Linked DNA regions of Mus musculus: region 2 is linked to region 1. The links are chromatin contacts, called in public HiChIP or PLAC-seq maps. All regions are on one chromosome and are shown on one strand. Each heading gives the region's core, a stretch centred on a gene start, on an enhancer-like site or on the middle of the called end of the contact. The rest is flanking DNA. Distances are from core to core; before and after follow the strand shown.

Evidence for each region. HiChIP or PLAC-seq counts read pairs in DNA pulled down with a chosen protein or histone mark.
Region 2: an H3K4me3 HiChIP or PLAC-seq map of embryonic midbrain shows a contact between it and region 1, with 2.6 times the contacts expected there. The contact joins the enhancer-like site here to the promoter of Rmst in region 1. A contact is called at or near these places in 2 of 484 Hi-C or Micro-C datasets (nephron progenitors and uterus), 6 of 115 datasets of contacts at active chromatin or transcription factors (embryonic forebrain, embryonic hindbrain, embryonic midbrain and 3 more) and 1 of 9 other capture datasets (embryonic stem cells).

What each region holds. Positions count from the first base shown.
Region 1 is chr10:92,163,902-92,166,601 of GRCm38.p6, forward strand. It overlaps Rmst (rhabdomyosarcoma 2 associated transcript (non-coding RNA)), which reads right to left and starts at 1,277. Exons shown (of 13, transcript NR_028262.1): 1 at 1,197-1,277; 2 at 726-871.
Region 2 is chr10:92,313,099-92,315,798 of GRCm38.p6, forward strand. All of the region lies in intron 2 of Gm20757 (predicted gene, 20757), which reads right to left. Among named protein-coding and RNA genes, the nearest start is that of Gm20757, 61 kb to the right of the region's middle. Within about 2 kb of position 1,338, at least 15 of the 459 cell types and tissues checked have an H3K27ac peak or open chromatin away from gene starts, as enhancers often do.

The DNA.
Region 1 (2,700 bases), core at 27-2,526:
GATACCCTCCATTGTCATGACAATAATGTCTGTGAAGTTTTAGGAATGTCTCCGCTCACCGTGTTCATCTTCAGCACTCTAACTGGGACTGCATGGCTCCTGGTCACTAAACATTAAATTAAGGGCTAGTCTCCAAATCACAGCAACTCCCAGAAACTATTGAACCCTACATATGCTTTCAGATGGCGTGTATTCAAAGTAAGACAGCCAAATCTATAGCAAAAATATACTGGCCTAATCTTATCTCTTTGTGGAGGCTCACTGTAGATATTACTATTTGAACTCCACAGGGAATCTCATTAATTTTTAAAACTCTCTGACCTCAGTACTGTTGAGTGTAAAAATAATTACAAATTAAGAATGAAAGAACGCCACTTGAATTCTGCACAGCCATATGCTCTGCCTTGCACAAAAAAAAAACGATACTATCGTCAAACAGAAATTCTATTTTTTTTCTACAGATACAGATTTAAACAGCATGATAAATGTCACCACACAGACATAAAAAGCAGCTCACCCTTCCTCCAGTCCCCGCACACACCTCACCTCTGAAGAGTCTAGTAACACAAAGCAGGCATTTACACTGACAGGTTCTGCAAGCCAGGGACACCAGGGAGGGTACCCTCTCAAAGATATTTACCTATAGTGACTTCCTTTTTCTTAATCACAAATGTCTCTCTCAGGCACAAAGATTCCGAACGAATTGTATATAAATATTCCCTTACCTAAAACTTGTCAGAAGAATGCTCTTGTCCTCCAGGGTCAGTCATCTCTGCCGGTTCCCCCTCTTGCCGTCCTGGGAATTGGCTCCGATATGTTGATTATTCAGTGCCTCAGTTACATCTGTGACACTCATCTGCCTGCATTGAACCTATGAGGAGAAATGAGAGAGGGAGGGCAACAGAAGGAGAATGTGAAAGGGGAGAGAGAGAGAGAGAGAGAGAGAGAGAGAGAGAGAGAGAGAGAGAGAGAGAGAGAGAGAGAAGCACACTACAGAGAGACTAAGAGAAAGAAAGAAAGCCAACACAACTACTGACTGGAGTCTAAGAACCTAAAACCTCTAGCCAAGTGAAGCCTGAACAAAAATGATCAAAGCTTTGTCCTTCATCAACAGAGTAGACAGCCTTCCCCCCCCACCTCACTCTCTTTCTCTCTGTCCCCTCTGAAAACTAGAACTGTTACGGGGGGATTCTCACCAGGAAGGCGCAGACAGAGGCAGACCTTCTCCTGAGTGTTAGTGCTGCCTGCCCAGAAGCCCGTGCAGAATATAGGTACCTATTGTTCCAGAGACAGATATGTAGCCAGCCAGTCAGCCTCTGACAGATCTCAGCAAACCAGCGAGCCTGCCTTCACTTTAACTCCTTCTTTCCTAGCGCCTTTTTACAGAGAAGCAGAGGTCTTCTCATCACCCAGGAGAAATAAATGGGGCTGAGACAGATGATCTCATGACAGAAGCTAAGCCTGCATTTTTTTTCCTACAAAGAGGGACTTTAGCTACTAGTCCTGAAATGTGACATTTGAAGGTAAATGACTTCTTTCTCTGGGAAGAAATGAAGGCTTAGAAAGGGTTAGAAGAGGAAGACTTAGCGCAGGGCTGCCAATTTAATAAGGGAAGAAGAAGATGAAAATCAAGGTTATTTCAAATGCCCTGACTGTAAATAAAGATGTTTCAGTACAGATGGGGTCTGTTAACCAGAAGGGTCCCAATCTTGTGCATAGGGGTAAAACCCATTTAAAATACCCTCTATAAAATGCCACCCCAGTAAACCTGCTTCCCTAAGGGCTGAACTCTCTTTGATCTCCCTGTCCCTTTTTTCATAAACTCTATTGCTTTCTCAAGAGTCCCCCAAATGTCTCTCATCTCTAGTTCCCCACCAGTGGCTAAATCTTGCAAAATTACAAAAACTTGGAGGAGGGAGAAAATGCTCATTCTCCCTTCTCCTTGGTGGATCTGAAGATTCAGATAGCAGACTTGATCCTTTAAATCCCTGGACCTCAACAGACCACACCATGCTTCTAGTTTTCAACTCTGGGTGTCAGCTGAATGGCCTGCTTTTCCTTTATAGTGTAGAAAAGGAGGCTTTGCGATTGGTTATATGACACTAGTGGAAAACGGGGAATAGAATAAAATAAAGGTAGCTTGTCCCTAAGTTAAGGCAAGAGGTGAACCAGAAAAGGCTCACTACTTGTACTTTACTTTCACTGAACACTCTTAATTGTTGCCAAGATTCCCCCAAGGAGAACTGTGCATATTCCGAAATGGTAGGTGTGCTGCACAGAGCATAGATGGTTATGAAATTCCTTTGTAAAAGCCACACTCAGGCATCACTTCACAAAGCCAGAGGGTAAATACTCAAAGCAGTAGAAGGAGGTTTAGTCATGCATGGCTGTTAATGGTAATGAGACATGTAGAACACAGCTATGCACTGCCGAACAGTTTCTCCTAAGTAGCTAGGGTTTGCTTTATTTATTTTTTATAAGCAAACTAGTAAGTAGATGACATGACATCAGGGTGTTTCAGAAAACTCTGCATGGGAGTGGGAAGGGCATGCAAAAGTACAATGTCTCTTGTCCTAAATTCCAGCATTTTGAAACCATTTCAACTAATGCTGATTTGACTCAAACTCTAACCAATTAATACAGGCTTTAGAAACCCAGAAGTTTAAATTGCTTAACTTGGTGACATCTGAAAAGCCTGTC
Region 2 (2,700 bases), core at 88-2,587, 150 kb after region 1:
GAGGGAAAGGGTAGGCTTTGAAACCACTAACAGTGGGTGTTGAAGCCTGTCTCCTCCCACCTGCCTTCCTCTGGCACCACCTTGCCTGTTCTTCTGTGTTCTCTTCTGTGTGCTCATTCATGGTGCTATCTGGGTGCTGATTCCATGCTGTTGTTTCTGGATTTGTTCAGGCTGGTATCTCTTAGGAAGATGAGTTCACAGAATAAGAACAGAACTCCCTACAGGCTCTCGTCCTGACCTTCCTCTCCTCCCCAGCAGGGTTCATAACATTCCTCTCAGCTTGAGAAACTCCTCTGATTCATTCCCCTCACTTTACCAAGCTCCTTCTGACAGGGTCATCTAGAGATTTTTCCATCCTGGGATACTCTTACTTTAATCTGTTTGTTTGCTTGTTAGTTTGGTTTCAGTAATAAGGATTGAGCCTAGGGCCTTGCACATGCTAGGCAAGAGCTCTACCATTGAGTTCTTCTGGCTTATTATTATTATTATTATTATTATTATTATTATTATTATTATTTATTATTGTTGTTGTTGTATGACTATAGTTTTATTTAGACCCACTGTCTGCTGATTTAGGAGTTAACCAGGCTGACTCTGAACTTGCAATCCTTCTGTCTGGAGCTTACAAATAGCTGTCTTCCTGACCTATCTGATGGAGGCTGCTTCCCTGGGACAGGCATTCAGCACTACATGACACCTGTTTTCTTACAACAACCAAAAGGATAACCTTGACAGTGGGTTGATGTCTGTCTTCCTCCAAGGATGCTAAGTTCCATAAAGGAAAGGATCACGTCAGTTTTGCTCACTGTGCATCTCAATGACAAAGACAGTATTTAAAAATCATCATCGACTGAATTAATTAGTGAGTGGAAAGCAGGAACCCACTATCAGATGGTTATTCACCATGGTTCATCTCAACACAAAACTAAAAACAATTGTTTGAATTGTGCCACCTAGCTAAATCTTGAGCTGACGAATCATTCGTTCAATAAATATTGATTGTGAGGTACATATAGAAATAAAGCAAATTTCCTGCCGTTCATGTATGGGCACAGCCTTGCTCACTTGTGTAAAATATCAGGTAGCAAATATTTTCTGACCTCCCAGCCCAGATGATCTGTACTGCAACTGTGTATTATAAGCTATGTCATATGCAAAACATTATGAATGAGTATGACCATATTGCAACTAAACTCTATTCTAGCAGGCTTGTGGTATGCTGTTTAGAATGGTATTTGATTGTCATTTGTCATCCATTGTATGAGGAGAAGTCATAGGATAGACTAAGAGCCTGCTGTTCCCATTGCTGATTCAGTAATCAGAAGGGACCCTACTGTGAGCAGGGCTCTGGGCTGGACTTTGGGGACACACAAGAAGTCCTTACTTGCCTCGAGGCAGCTCACCACTGAAGGGAAGAGATTTATGTGCCCATCCGTTTTTTTATAAGACAGCTTGGCAAATGATGCAAGGTGAAAGTCTGCATGTTACACAGGGAAAATGAGGAATTCTGAAAGCCCAGAAGACACAGGGATGTGGACACTGGGACTCCTTTAAGATCCATTTCTTGTAAATGGTCCATATTAAGCCAGGCTTCAAAAAGAGAAGCTGAAAGCTTTGGGTGGAATGGTTGTGAGGAGAAGGGGCCAGTGCCAGGGGGCCTTGTAGGAGCTAGTGAGTGCAGCCTGCTTAGAGGAACCAGAATTAATGTGGCAGCTGTTGAAATGAGGAGGGGAGGGTGGATTCCAGGGACATCACAGAGGTTCCATCTGTGAGACTGATGCTAATTGGCTTATCCTACGTGATAGGAAGAGCCGCCTGTTAACGTACAGAGAGAAAGTCATGGAGTTGTTTAGCTACCAGCAGTTACAATAGAGGCTCTGAGTCACCAAATGTCTATCCATCAGGGTCCCCAGTGACACACAGACATTTAAGGATGCGATAAAATGAAAACACTGAGGCTATAGCAGTGGGAAGAGATGGAAACTAGCTCCCTGCACCATGCGTCTTGGCAAACCAACCCAAGAAAGAAGCTGTATTGATGGATAAGGTGTCTCTGACCTAATTGTCCATCTCATCTTTGATGAGGCATCTTTACAAAGCTCCTTCTTGCCACTGACTTTCAAAGCAAGGTCTTTTGAGGGAAACACTAGCTTAAAATTACAAATCAGAGCTTGAGTTTCAACATGCACTTCCCAAATTCCTGGGATCATTGAGGATATGGAATTATAGATTTGAGGCCCAAGGAAGACCTTGGAGGTACCCCCAAAATGTACACAGTGAATCACCCTCTCTGGCACTTATCTCTTCTTTACCCTCTATTGGAAGTGTTGGTGAGAAATGAAAGAACAGAAGGCTAAGGCAGGATGCAGCTCTGAGGGAGGCAGAAACCAAGGGGAGAGGGAACACGCTCTACTGACTAACATCTGACTCACACAGATCTCCTAGGCCATCTTTCACATCTCAATTGCTTCATAAGGCTCCATTGGAACCCTCATAGAATCTACTTTACCTCAGAACCCACTCTGGGCTCCTTAGGGGATTGCTGTAACACAGTCCAAGAGTCAGAGAAAAGGGTTGAGCCTGGCCAGTGAGGCTCAGATTCCAACTCCATAGAGTAACTTCTGACAGGTTATTTTCTCTCAGAGCTTTCCCTGCATCTGTAGAGTCTCCCTTAGTGGAAGACACCATTTAGCACCCTGA